2 separate regions of the Bos taurus genome follow, and region 1 is linked to region 2. A link is a contact called in public Hi-C data. All regions are on one chromosome and are shown on one strand. The core of a region is the stretch at or near the end of the contact, and the rest is flanking DNA. Distances in the headings are between cores, read along the strand shown.

The links. Hi-C and Micro-C count contacts between places; a contact is called where the count stands out from the background.
Region 1: a contact with region 2 is called in a Hi-C map of liver, with 2.2 times the contacts expected there. The contact joins two enhancer-like sites. A contact is called at or near these places in 6 of 11 Hi-C or Micro-C datasets (blastocyst, blood, liver and 3 more).

The regions. Positions count from the first base shown.
Region 1 is chr19:42,508,060-42,513,495 of ARS-UCD2.0, forward strand. CAVIN1 (caveolae associated protein 1) reads right to left here. Exons shown (of 2, transcript NM_001111103.3): 2 at 1-2,269. The coding sequence ends at 1,568. Among named protein-coding and RNA genes, the nearest start is that of CAVIN1, 11 kb to the right of the region's middle. Within about 2 kb of position 2,777, at least 41 of the 102 cell types and tissues checked have an H3K27ac peak or open chromatin away from gene starts, as enhancers often do. A contact at or near this core is called in liver, where this site is marked.
Region 2 is chr19:42,419,886-42,425,533 of ARS-UCD2.0, forward strand. It overlaps STAT3 (signal transducer and activator of transcription 3), which reads right to left. Exons shown (of 24, transcript NM_001012671.2): 21 at 5,123-5,335; 22 at 1,769-1,811; 23 at 1,359-1,471; 24 at 1-19. Among named protein-coding and RNA genes, the nearest start is that of STAT5A, 27 kb to the left of the region's middle. Within about 2 kb of position 3,541, at least 15 of the 102 cell types and tissues checked have an H3K27ac peak or open chromatin away from gene starts, as enhancers often do. A contact at or near this core is called in liver, where this site is marked.

The DNA of each region.
Region 1 (5,436 bases), core at 1,527-4,026, 87 kb after region 2:
CTTCGGGCTGTGACTTGGGGGTGAGGGGGGTGTCCTTGCTTCTGACAAGTTCCCTTTATGGGGGAAGAACAGGGAGACTGAAGTGTCCTGAGGAGAACCTGATCAGAAGTCAGGCCTTTGAACTGGAAGCAGCACCCCTCTCACCCCAAAGATTCAGGAGAGGAACTCACAAGGCTACGGAGGTCTTGGCATGTTCTACAGCTTTATGGTACTAGCTCTAGGGAAGGATCTTGAAAAGAAACTGCCAGGAGTGAGCCAAGGCCGGGCTGCCCTACACACAGGAATTCCTTACTCTCCTCTCCCCTTCTCCTGCTCTCAACTTGGTGACCTGGCCTTTAGCATCTGGTCTCTTTCCCATCAGCCTCCCTCCTAACTATAATACCAGCTTTCTGGACCCTGGTGCTGCCCTCTTCTGGGACCCTAATTTTCTGGGCTATGAGAAATGGGCTGTCCCTGGGGGCACCATAACCAGTAGAGGTAAGGGGTAAGGCTTACCTCTCTCTTCTTGGATGATGGGTTTCTCACACTGCCCTACCTACTAGTCCTGAAAAATTGTCCTGCTGTCCTCTGAGAACCCCAATAAGATGGGATCCTTGTCCTGTGTTTCTCCTGCTACTAATGAGCATTCTCTTTTCGCCCATTTCCACCTTCTACTATTTTCTGCTTTCCTTCAGAGCCATAGCCATGGGCACCTTTGCGAAGATGCATAAACATGAAGTGCCCTCCCTCCCTCCCCCAGAGCTCTGCCTGGATCCAGCCTTCCTTACTGGGACCTTTTGCAGATACAGCCTGTGCTAGACCCTCATGTAGGGTCATGGCTTACTCTGCTCTCTCTCTGACACTGCCCTGATGCTGCTATTGCTAAGTCGCTTCAGTCTTGTCCGACTCTGTGCGACCCCAGAAACGGCAGCTAGATACTCCCAAAAGCTGCTTTCAAATCCTTCCAGTATGGGGTCTCCCGTGTGGGCAAGGGGCCCTTTCATGGTAATTTTGGCTTTGAAGCCGCCAGAGATCAGAATGAGAAAGAAGAGCTCAGTGAACAGGAATGACAGCAGCCGGGTAAGCGTGTGTGTGTGTGTGTGTGTGAGTGTGTGTGTGTGTGTGACAGCAGCCGGGTAAGCGTGTGTGTGTGTTTGTGTGTGACAGCAGCCGGGTAAGCGTGTGTGTGTGTAAGTGTGTGTGTGTGTGTGTGTGTAGGGGTGGGGGGCGGGGAGAAGGCAGCCTGCCCCAAGCCTGGGCCTAATCACGGAAACGACAGCAATTTCCTCTAGGATTCCCGACTTGGATCCCCAGGACACGAATCACCGCCCTCTGCATTTCCACCCAGCCTACGCCTACAATGGGGATGTCCATGGTGCAGGCTGCCTCCCCCTCGTCTTAATAGCTGTAAGACTTGGAGGGGGTGCTCGTTGTGGGGAGGTGTTCTCGATTTAAAAATATCTCAGCCCATTTGGGGCAGAGAGAGAGAAAGAATGCGAAAGAGAAAGTTCGTAGAGGGAAAGGAATCGGGGCGGGGGCGGGGAGAAGCGGGGCGGCGCGGCCTTCCGGGCACAGCCCCGCGCCCGGCTCAGTCGCTGTCGCTCTTGTCCACCAGCACGGCGTCCGACTCCTCCGTGATCTCCAGCAGCGTGTGCACGTCGGGGCTGCTCCCGCGCAGCAGGTCTGCTGCCTCGCCGCGCTCCGCGCCGCCCTCCTCCTCCTCGGCGCCCACCTCCACCATCTCCGTGGCCTTCAGCACCTCCACCTGGCCCTCGCGGATCTTCTTGACGTGGAACGTGAAGGGCGGCACCTTGTAGACCGCGGTCTTGGAGCGCGCGTAGACCACGTGGTCGGGCGTGAAGGACTTACGCAGCTTGTCTCGCGAGCTCTTGAGCTTCTCGCGGCGCTCGGCGGGGACCAGGCGCGTGCCCAACTTGTTCATGCGCTTCTCCAGGGTGTGCCGCGTCTTCTCCAGGTTCTCCTTTGTCTTGAGGCGGGTCCTCTCCAGGTTTTCGCGCGTGCGCACTTTGGTCTTCTCCATCTTCTCCTTGGAGAAGGCCTTCTTGAAGTCGTCCACGCGCCGCAGGCCGCTGCGCTTGATGCGCTCTGCGCGCGACTCCTCGATGACTTCCTCCACCTCCACCGCCTCGTCCGACGACAGCTCGAGCGCCGCCGCGTCCTCCTCTGGCCGCTCGCCCTCGGCCAGCTCGTCGCCCTCCTTCTCGGGCAGCGTCTCCGACTCTTTCAGCGACTTCCCTATGCTCACTTTGGCCGGCAGTTTCACTTCATCCTAAAGGGAGATCAGAGGGAACAGATGAGGGTGGGGGCAGAGCTGGAGAGTTGGGCGAAGACTTGGGGGGACTCTGGGCGAACCCGGGGCCGGGCATTGGCACCCGTGATGCTGGCAAGTGCGTGGTACCTGTGAAATCGGCCTGGACTCCTGCGCTGGTACCCCCAGCGCCTGGCACCGAGCTGAACACTTCGTGAGCACTCAAATATGTGTTGAATGAATAGTAAGTAGACCTGGAGAAGGGCAAGGCAACCTACTGTAGCCTGGAGAATCGCCATGAACAGAGGAGCCTGGCGGGCTACAGTCCCTGGGGTCGCAAAGAGTTGGACACGACTGAGTGACTAAGCACATATACAGAGTAAAGAGGGAACCGAGCTTCGGATCAGAATCTGGCCTGTTTTCGCACTTCGGTCAAGTATCTCTGCGGCTCTCCAACCCGCTCCTCAAGCCCTGCAACCACCCATGTTAAACCACTTCTTACCCTTTGCCTCCCAGAGCTCACAATCGAACTTTGGAAATGGGCAGAGCGCCCTCTGGTGCACAGAGCCCCACACTGCCCGAGCCAGACCCAAAAGGCTTTGGGTAGTTTGTTTGGGTTGAGGGGTGAGCTCACAGCCGATCTCAGGCGACCCCGAAGTAGGGTAACTTGAAGGTAGGTTTACTTTCAAGGGAGCGCGTTTCCCAGACTTCGTATAGTTTCAGAAGAACCAGTATTAGGGAAGGGGAGTTAATGATCTCCCCACTCTCCCCATACGGTTTGGTTCCACCAATGGTCATTCTCCATCGCTATGTAGAAATTGAGGAAAGAGGAAGAAGCTGTCTGGGAGCTGAGAACATGTTTTCTTCCCAACCTGGAGGTTTCTTCTGGTTCTGACATCCCTGCCTTGGAATGGAAAGGAGGGATTGCTTTTCTATTCTTGCTTCACTACACAACCCGCCCCCCACCCCAGACAGGAGCTCAAGAGCCAGGAGTAGAATGGCGAGATCCTAGATCTCAGAGCCAGTTCTTCTCCTGGGAAGACCCAGCACCAGCACTGTTTTCCATTCCGGGAAGACTTTCCAAGATCCTGACTCTGGACCTACATTTCAGAATCTCAGGATCACCTCTCACCAGAAGGTAGGGGAGATTGAGCCCAGAAAGGAAAAGAGGACATAACCCAGAATGGGTTTGTTTTTGGCCCAAAATACAAAACCCAAAAGTCTCTTTGACCCAGATTCACTTCTTTAGGTACATTGTACAAAGGAATGATAGGGAATAGGTTTTCTGAAGATCGTTTCACAGAATTGTAAGAAAACCCCATCTGAGAAAAATGAGGCAACATAAACTGACCCCTCCTATAAACACACACAAACACGTACACATTTGTGTTGGCTGCTTGGTATCTCTGCACCACCTGCTATAGAAATTCCTTCCCCAGCCCCCAACCTCTTTCCTCTTCCCTCCCATCTACATCCCCACAGAGTTTCCTGGTTTACATTGAAAACTAGGAACACCTCCTCCCAACTTCCTTCCCTCCCTGTCAATATCATTAGCAGGGACAAAGAAGGAATGCTGGCTTCACCTCTTCTCCCAAACTGGGCACCAGCTCTGCTGGGCACCAAGCCATCTCAGGCTCTCATTACTCAACTACACCTCCCAGCAGGCAAGGTGACCTGAGCTCAGGGCATGCTGGGACTTGTAGTCTCTACCTGCCACAGCTGGCTGGGTACTATCGTGGGCATTCTGCAGCATTCTATCTAGCCCTCTGCTTCTTATCACTTGCAGAGGCATTGAAGGGGTATTTTCCTCACTCTGAGTGTCGGAGGGTCCCAGCCAGTCTTAGCAGTCCCTCTGATTCCCAGTTGTACACTTTGGGTCTCCTTTTGCAATCACTTCTCTCCACCTGCTACCAGAGTCCTCTCTCTTACACAACATTTTAGGACTATCATCTAAACTCCCTGTTACTTCTTTTTTTTTTTTTTTTCCCGTTACTTCTTAATTCATCTCCACCCAGAATTTACTGGCAGCCCTAGCATCAAAAAATGTCAGCTCTGATTTCTCCTTCACAGCCGCCTAGTCTAAAAATCCACCCATACCACCAAAGTTAGGAGAACGCCTCCTTTCACTAAAGCTCAGGCAATGTGGATGAATTAAGGGAAGGATTAAGTGTGATGGGTGGGGAAGAGCCAGGAAACAGTCCCTGCTGCTGGAAAACAGATCCACATTGTCTCTGTGCCCCACCCTGGCATCCCTGATTCTCCCCTTTGCTCTGTCCAACCCCTAAAGCCTGAGCTGGCTGGTTTTCCTGGCTTCTGGCTTCTTAGATAAAGCTTGAATTGTGAACAAGGCTGGAGAGAGAGTTCCAGACTTCTTGTAGCCAATCCCATCTTCTTAGTGCCTGATGAGAGGTCTCAAAAACAACATCAGGGAGCAATCCCAGTGAGGGGAGGATTTGGAGTTGTCTCCGCCAGACTAGAATGGTGTATATATATATATTGCCCTTCATCGTGAGGCTTCCTCTAGAGCAATAGCTTACACCAGAGGAATTGCTTTCTTGGTGGAAGGTCAGGGGATAGGGAAAGAAACCATTTGACCTAAGTCCGAGATAATATCCAGTGAATTGGCCCTGGAGAGGGTATACCACTATGACTTTAGCTTTTTCCCTCCATTAATGGATTTTGTCTTTTCTCTCTGTTTCCAAGCCAGGTTTCCCCTATGACTCACAGCTTTGGAGTGCTGTCTTGGGCCCACCCGTTTCGCCTGTTGCTACAACAACCAGCAACAGAATCCCAAAGCACCTCCCCAAACCCTGGGCACAGAGGCCGGGTACCCCTGTCCCACCCCTATTTCCCTGGCAGAGCTCCTAAGTCATAGGAGGGGCCTCAGGGTGGCAAGAAGGGAGAGCTCTGCTTGTTCTGTTTCTATATTTTTATTAAACAAAACCACCAGTCCCAACAGGCTTGGTTTCCAGAGTTAGCTTTAATGACCAGGTCTGAACAAAAGCATGCACAGCTTCCATTGTCTCCCCACCGCCCCGACCCCCCACCAAGCACACACAGCTCCCTAACCCAGGAAAGCACCAGTCTGGGATGAATTTAAGAGGAGCCATAAGACAGCTTCCAGCCCCTTCCTCTCCTCTCCCCAACCGCACTATATAAACTTAAGCTCCTCTGCCTTAGGAAGATTT
Region 2 (5,648 bases), core at 2,291-4,790:
ATGTCGAACGTGAGGGACTCTGGAAGAAGGGGACACACACGGGGAGAGCCAGTTCAATTGCCTGGGCCCCACAGCAGGCAGGGCACACAGCCCTAGCTTTCTGGGGCACGGGGCTCAGACCACCACTGCCATCCAGTCTCCTGCCCCTGCCCCTCAGTCATCAAGAAGGGGTAGAGAATTCACATTCTCTCTCCTCCCTATGGGGTCTTGCCTTCTGAAAGGGCACCCACCCCTCTAGGCTGTTGCAGAGCTCCAGACTCAGTTCCCTGTGCCCATACAACAGCTGCCCACCGGCTATCTACTTTACACGTGGTAAAGGATGTATGGCAATGCCGCTCTCTCAGTTCATCCCACCCTCTCCTTCCCCCGCTGTGTCCAAAATCTGTTCTGTATGTCTGCCCTGCAAATAGGTTCATTAGTACTGTTTTTCTAGATTCCATGTATATGAAATTATGTTCATGGTAATATACGAAACTTGTTTTTCTCTGACTTTCTTCACTCTGTATAACAGGCTCTAGATTTATCTACCTCACTAGAATTGACTCAGATGAGTTCTTTTTATGGGTGAGTCCACTGCATACACATATATATGTATGTACCTATGTACACACCACAACTTCTTTATCTATTCAAATGCTTACGGACATCTAGGTTGCTTCCATGTCCTGGCTATTGTAAACAGTGCTGCTACAAACACTGGGGTACATGTGTCTTTTTCAATTATGGTTTTCTCAGGGTATATGCGGGAAGGCAGTGGCAACCCACTCCAGTGTTCTTGCCTGGAGAATCCCAGGGACGGCGGAGCCTGGTGGGCTGCCGTCTATGGGGTCACACAGAGTCAGACATGACTAAAGCGACTTAGCAACAGCAGCAGCAGCAGGGTACGTGTCCAGCAGGGGGATTGCTGGGTCACATGGTAGTTGTATCTGTATACTTTTAATGTTTTAATCATAATATACATACTGGTTTTTTTTGTTTTTTAATATTATGGGAGCCAACTGGCTTGCGGGATCTTAGTTCCCCGACCAGCGGTCGAACCCAGGCTCCCGCACTGGAAGCTCGGAGTCCTAACCCCTGACCACCGGGGATGTCGTACATTCCTATTTTTCTAATACACAGAAATGCTACTGTTTCGGATTTGTTGGGCTAAAGAAAATACATTTGTAAAATTAACCTCACCTGTTCCTTTTCACTGATTTTTTTAACCTGGCTCCTAGAAAATTTACACTGGCACGGGGAGTGCATTTCTATAGGAAAGTGCTGCTCAAGAACTCCTTCTGCCCATTTGGGTGCCCCTTGGTTGGTTCTATACACGGGAGCATCAGCTCAGGGGGACAGTCCAGCAACCGGATACTCACCAAACTGCCCTCCTGCTGAGGGTTCAGCAGCTTCACCATTATTTCCAAACTGCATCAATGAATCTAAAGTGCGGGGGGACATCGGCAGGTCAATGGTATTGCTGCAGGTCGTTCTGTAGGAAAGGGGGAGCAGCAGGAGGGGGAAGGGTCGGGTTGACAAGACACAATGGAGGAAAAAAAAAAGAACAAAACACACACACACAAGCCATCAAACTCTGGTCTCCAACAGAAAAAAAATAAAAGCTCAAGCTTTTTAAACACACGAGGTCACTGTGAGTTTAAATGAGTACCAAACATACTCAGAGGGCTCCAACCCTGCTTCACAAGAGAATTCTCACCCACTGTCCTGTTCCCAGGGATAACTGAGGACATTAGAGATGGAGGCAAAATCGGGGAGGGAAGCCACTTACGGTGTCACACAGATGAACTTGGTCTTCAGGTACGGGGCAGCACCTGGGGAGAAGACAACTCTGCCTTAGCGACTGTGATTCCCACTCTGGGTACCGGAAGGGGGAAGCTGGCTGCCTCCCCAGGGCCGATGTGAAGCTCACTCGATCCCTGAGCAGAGACGGTCTGAAGGAACCTCCATCCCCCACTGGGCTGCCCTCCCCTCCACTATAGACTCTGACGTTCCAGCGCTTGCAGCTGGAAGCTCAGTTCTTTCCCCAAAGCTTTTCAGCAGACTCACTTGAGCTCAGACAAGTGCCAGCCTGGTGTTCATTCTTCCCCTAGATGAGGGTGAAGAGTTTCACTGCTTGTATGCGGACTGAGGATTGTAACCTGGCCTGGTTGTATCTCTTAGATCGGGCACCTCGTCCTGCTCAGACACCGAAGTCACGGGGTCTTTATGAAAACACAGAAGTGGCTAATGCAGTTCCAAAGCTGAGGGTGACATCTTCTGTTCCCATTAGCACTGATCTGCCTGTTACATCCTTCAGTGAGGATATTAGTAACCCCCATTAGATAACTACATCACAGAGAAGAGCCTCTCCATGGGGAGAATGTCTCCGGTGTAGTACAACTGGCTTTGGACTGGGAGATAGGAGGCTGGGGCCTCGTTACATCTTCAAAACACGCTTCCAGTGCAGCGAGTTTGGGTTCCATCCCTAATCAGGCAACTAAAATCCCACATACGGTGTGGGGTGGCCCCCAAAAGTTAATTTAAAAAAAATTTTAAAAATCAACTATATTTACAAGATAATAAAATAAGAGGGAGGAGGAGGATGGAGGGGCCCATCTTTGTCATTTGTGATTCTTCTTCTATAGTTAGAAACATGAAGATTTAAGAATTTTAACTGCTAAATGCTTATACCAAGAGGTCAAGGGGCCCCAGAGACACTGGCATGGAATTTGGGGGATTCCGGTGAACAGACCGCTTAGGAAGGGTGAGGTGGGTCAGGAAAAGCATGACTGGAAAGCTTGGGGCTCACAGAGAAACTGAGAGACCAGAAAGAATGGTGACAACTGGAGAAAGGGCACTGCCATCAGAGTTTATCTGGGGCCAAGAACTAGATTAACTCAGTACAGAATCCAAAGAAGCTACCAAGGCAGGGTTCTGCTATCTTATAAATCCATTTGGGCCCAGGCTTGAGGGGAGCTGACTCCAGCTGACTCCCAGACACAAAAGGGTTTGAATTCTCCTAAGTGATCAATGTTGCTGAGAAAAACAGCTCTGAGATGCCACAGTAGAAGCAAAGGAGAATGATTAGAAGTTGATTTATGGCTCTGTGCAAGGTTGTAAATGTGCTTCATCTAATTTGTAAGATAAGAGATCTGTCATTTCTACAGAGGAGTCTTTCCCTCAAGCCATGAGGAAGTAATGTGAGCTTCTAAGAAAGGAGGAGGGAAGAGTCCTGGGAAGATAAGCCATCTCCAAGAGACAATAAAACCTTCAGGATGGGAACAGAGAGGAAACGGTCAGCTGCTCCACTCTGGAGGAACCCACAGGTCGCCCACCGGCCTCCCCCACACCCCCTGATGCCATCACCAGGCTCCTGCTGCCCCAGGAGACAGACAAAGCTCTTGAGTAATTAGTTCTATCTCATGACTGGCGTCTTGCCCCTGAGGAAACACTGAGTCCCCAGGCAGGAAAAGGCCTGGCCTCCTGCTCACACAGGAGCCGTGAGGGAGGGTGCAGCCTCACACAAGGAACTTGGACCTTGACGGCGAAATGAGTCGAGGGCCCAGCACTTGGACCTAATTGCCTTCCGCAGAAGGAACAGGGCAGTGTGACGGGGGCTGATAAACAGATCTACCAACCGAAGCACAACGTGGAAAGAGAGATAAGTAGCAGACAGGAAATGAGAGTTATGCTCGCCTAGAGTGTGACCAAGACTCAACCCAGAACAAAGGAGAAAGGAAAGTCAATTGCCAGTGAGCCCCAACTCCCTCTTCCAAGTCTCAATCTGCTCGCCCCCAGAAATCCCTCACAGGGAATTACTGTGAAAAGAGTGTGAAGGCAGTGGTGGGTTTGTGTGGGGGAACTATTTGTTCAAAACACAGGTTTTTTCCCAAAGCAGTTAGGGTAGGGAGGCTAACTCAAAAGGATCACTTTAAGCCCTTGCTGGCTCTATGATTAAAGAAAGTTCAATAAAAACAAAGGATGGCAAATAACAGTCTCCTCCTCAGGATCTGGCCAGAGAACCACGAGTCTGAGCCTCAAACGCCCATGGGAACAGGCTAGAAGGCTCCAGCCTCCATGCGGGTGATGGCACCAGAGAGCGAGAGTTTAGTATGAAAAAATGTATGTGTAACTTACATAAGCACATGGGCTCGAGTACACTAAAAAAACATCTGAGTTTCAGTAGCTGCACATTCAAAGCACCAAGCCTAGGCCCCTCCCACCAGTTACCGTCTTCCCCTTCAATCTCCACTCTCCTGAGAATCTCTCTTAAACCATGTTCCAGCGTGCCTAACACTCATTTCCTCCAGAAAGCCTTTCTTCATCCCACTTGGGCTGCTTACATTGTTCAATGATGGGGAAAGGAAACACTCTAGACTGAAGTCTGAGTCGCAAACCTTCCAGCATATGCTTTGCAAGAAGTGCTGTGCTGGCTGGGCATCCTGTTTCTAGAGAATTCCGCCCTCGGTTTCTCTTCGTAGTGTCTTAGGTATGTCTGGGTATGTGTGAGCTGTTTTCCCCTTTAGACCGGTGCCTCCAGTGGGGCAGAGCCTGGTGACTGATTCCTCTCCTCTCTCTAACCCCATCAATTGCCCCTAAAGGCACTCACTATTAAGTTCTTTCCCAGAAAGAGGAATAAAGATCACCAGACTGGGCTTTCCTGGATATCTCGGTGGTAAAGAATTTGCCTGCCAACGCAGGAGACACAGGTTTGATCCCTGGTCCGAGAAGACTCCATATGCCTCGGAGTAACTAAGCCCGTGTGCCACAACCATTGAGCCTGTGGCTCTAGAGCCTGGGAACTGCAACTACTGAGCCCACCTGCCGCAACTACTGAAGTCTGTGCCTAGAGCCCAAGCTCTGCAACAAGAGAAGCCACCGCAATGAGAAGCCCACGCACTGCAAGTAGAGCATAGCCCCCGCTTGCCCCAACTACAGAAAAGCCCATACGGCAATGAAGACCCAGCACAGCCAAAAACAAAAATAAATAAATAAAAATTATAAAGAGAAAATTTCTTAAAAAGAAAGAAAGAAAAAAACAGATCACCAGGCTCTCCAGGCATTTACCTTACCTGTCCCCCAAGGATCCTACGATTTCCCACTTCTCCCCAGAACCAAGTGGCTGTTGCGGAAAATCAACAACTACCTGGGTCGGCTTCAGGATGCTCCTGGCTCTCCGGCCGACAGTACTTTCCGAACGCGTCCTCCTTTGGAATGTCGGGGTAGAGATAGACCAGTGGAGACACCAGGATATTGGTGGCATCCATGATCTTATAGCCCATGATTATTTCAGCAAATGACATGTTGTTCAGCTGCTGCTTGGTGTAAGGTTCCACTGACTGGATCTGGGTCTTGCCTGTCATGGGATACAGAAAGAGAATACTCGGGTGATCTTAGAGAAGACTACCTGATTGATTTTCCCTTGAGGGGGAAAGGCTTATGCCAACCTAGTGTTCGAGACCCTGAATATTCTGCCCAGTTGTCTGGTACTATGGAAATGTTCAGCAGGCTTCGGGAGAAGCTATTCAGCTGGGCCACAAGTAACATAGTTGAATAATTACTTTTATAAGATATATGAACAGAGTGGGTAAGAAAGGAGATGAAGAATACAATTTAAATTTCAAATTTCAAAAAAAAAAATTACCAATTTCTAGGCAAATATTAGCCTC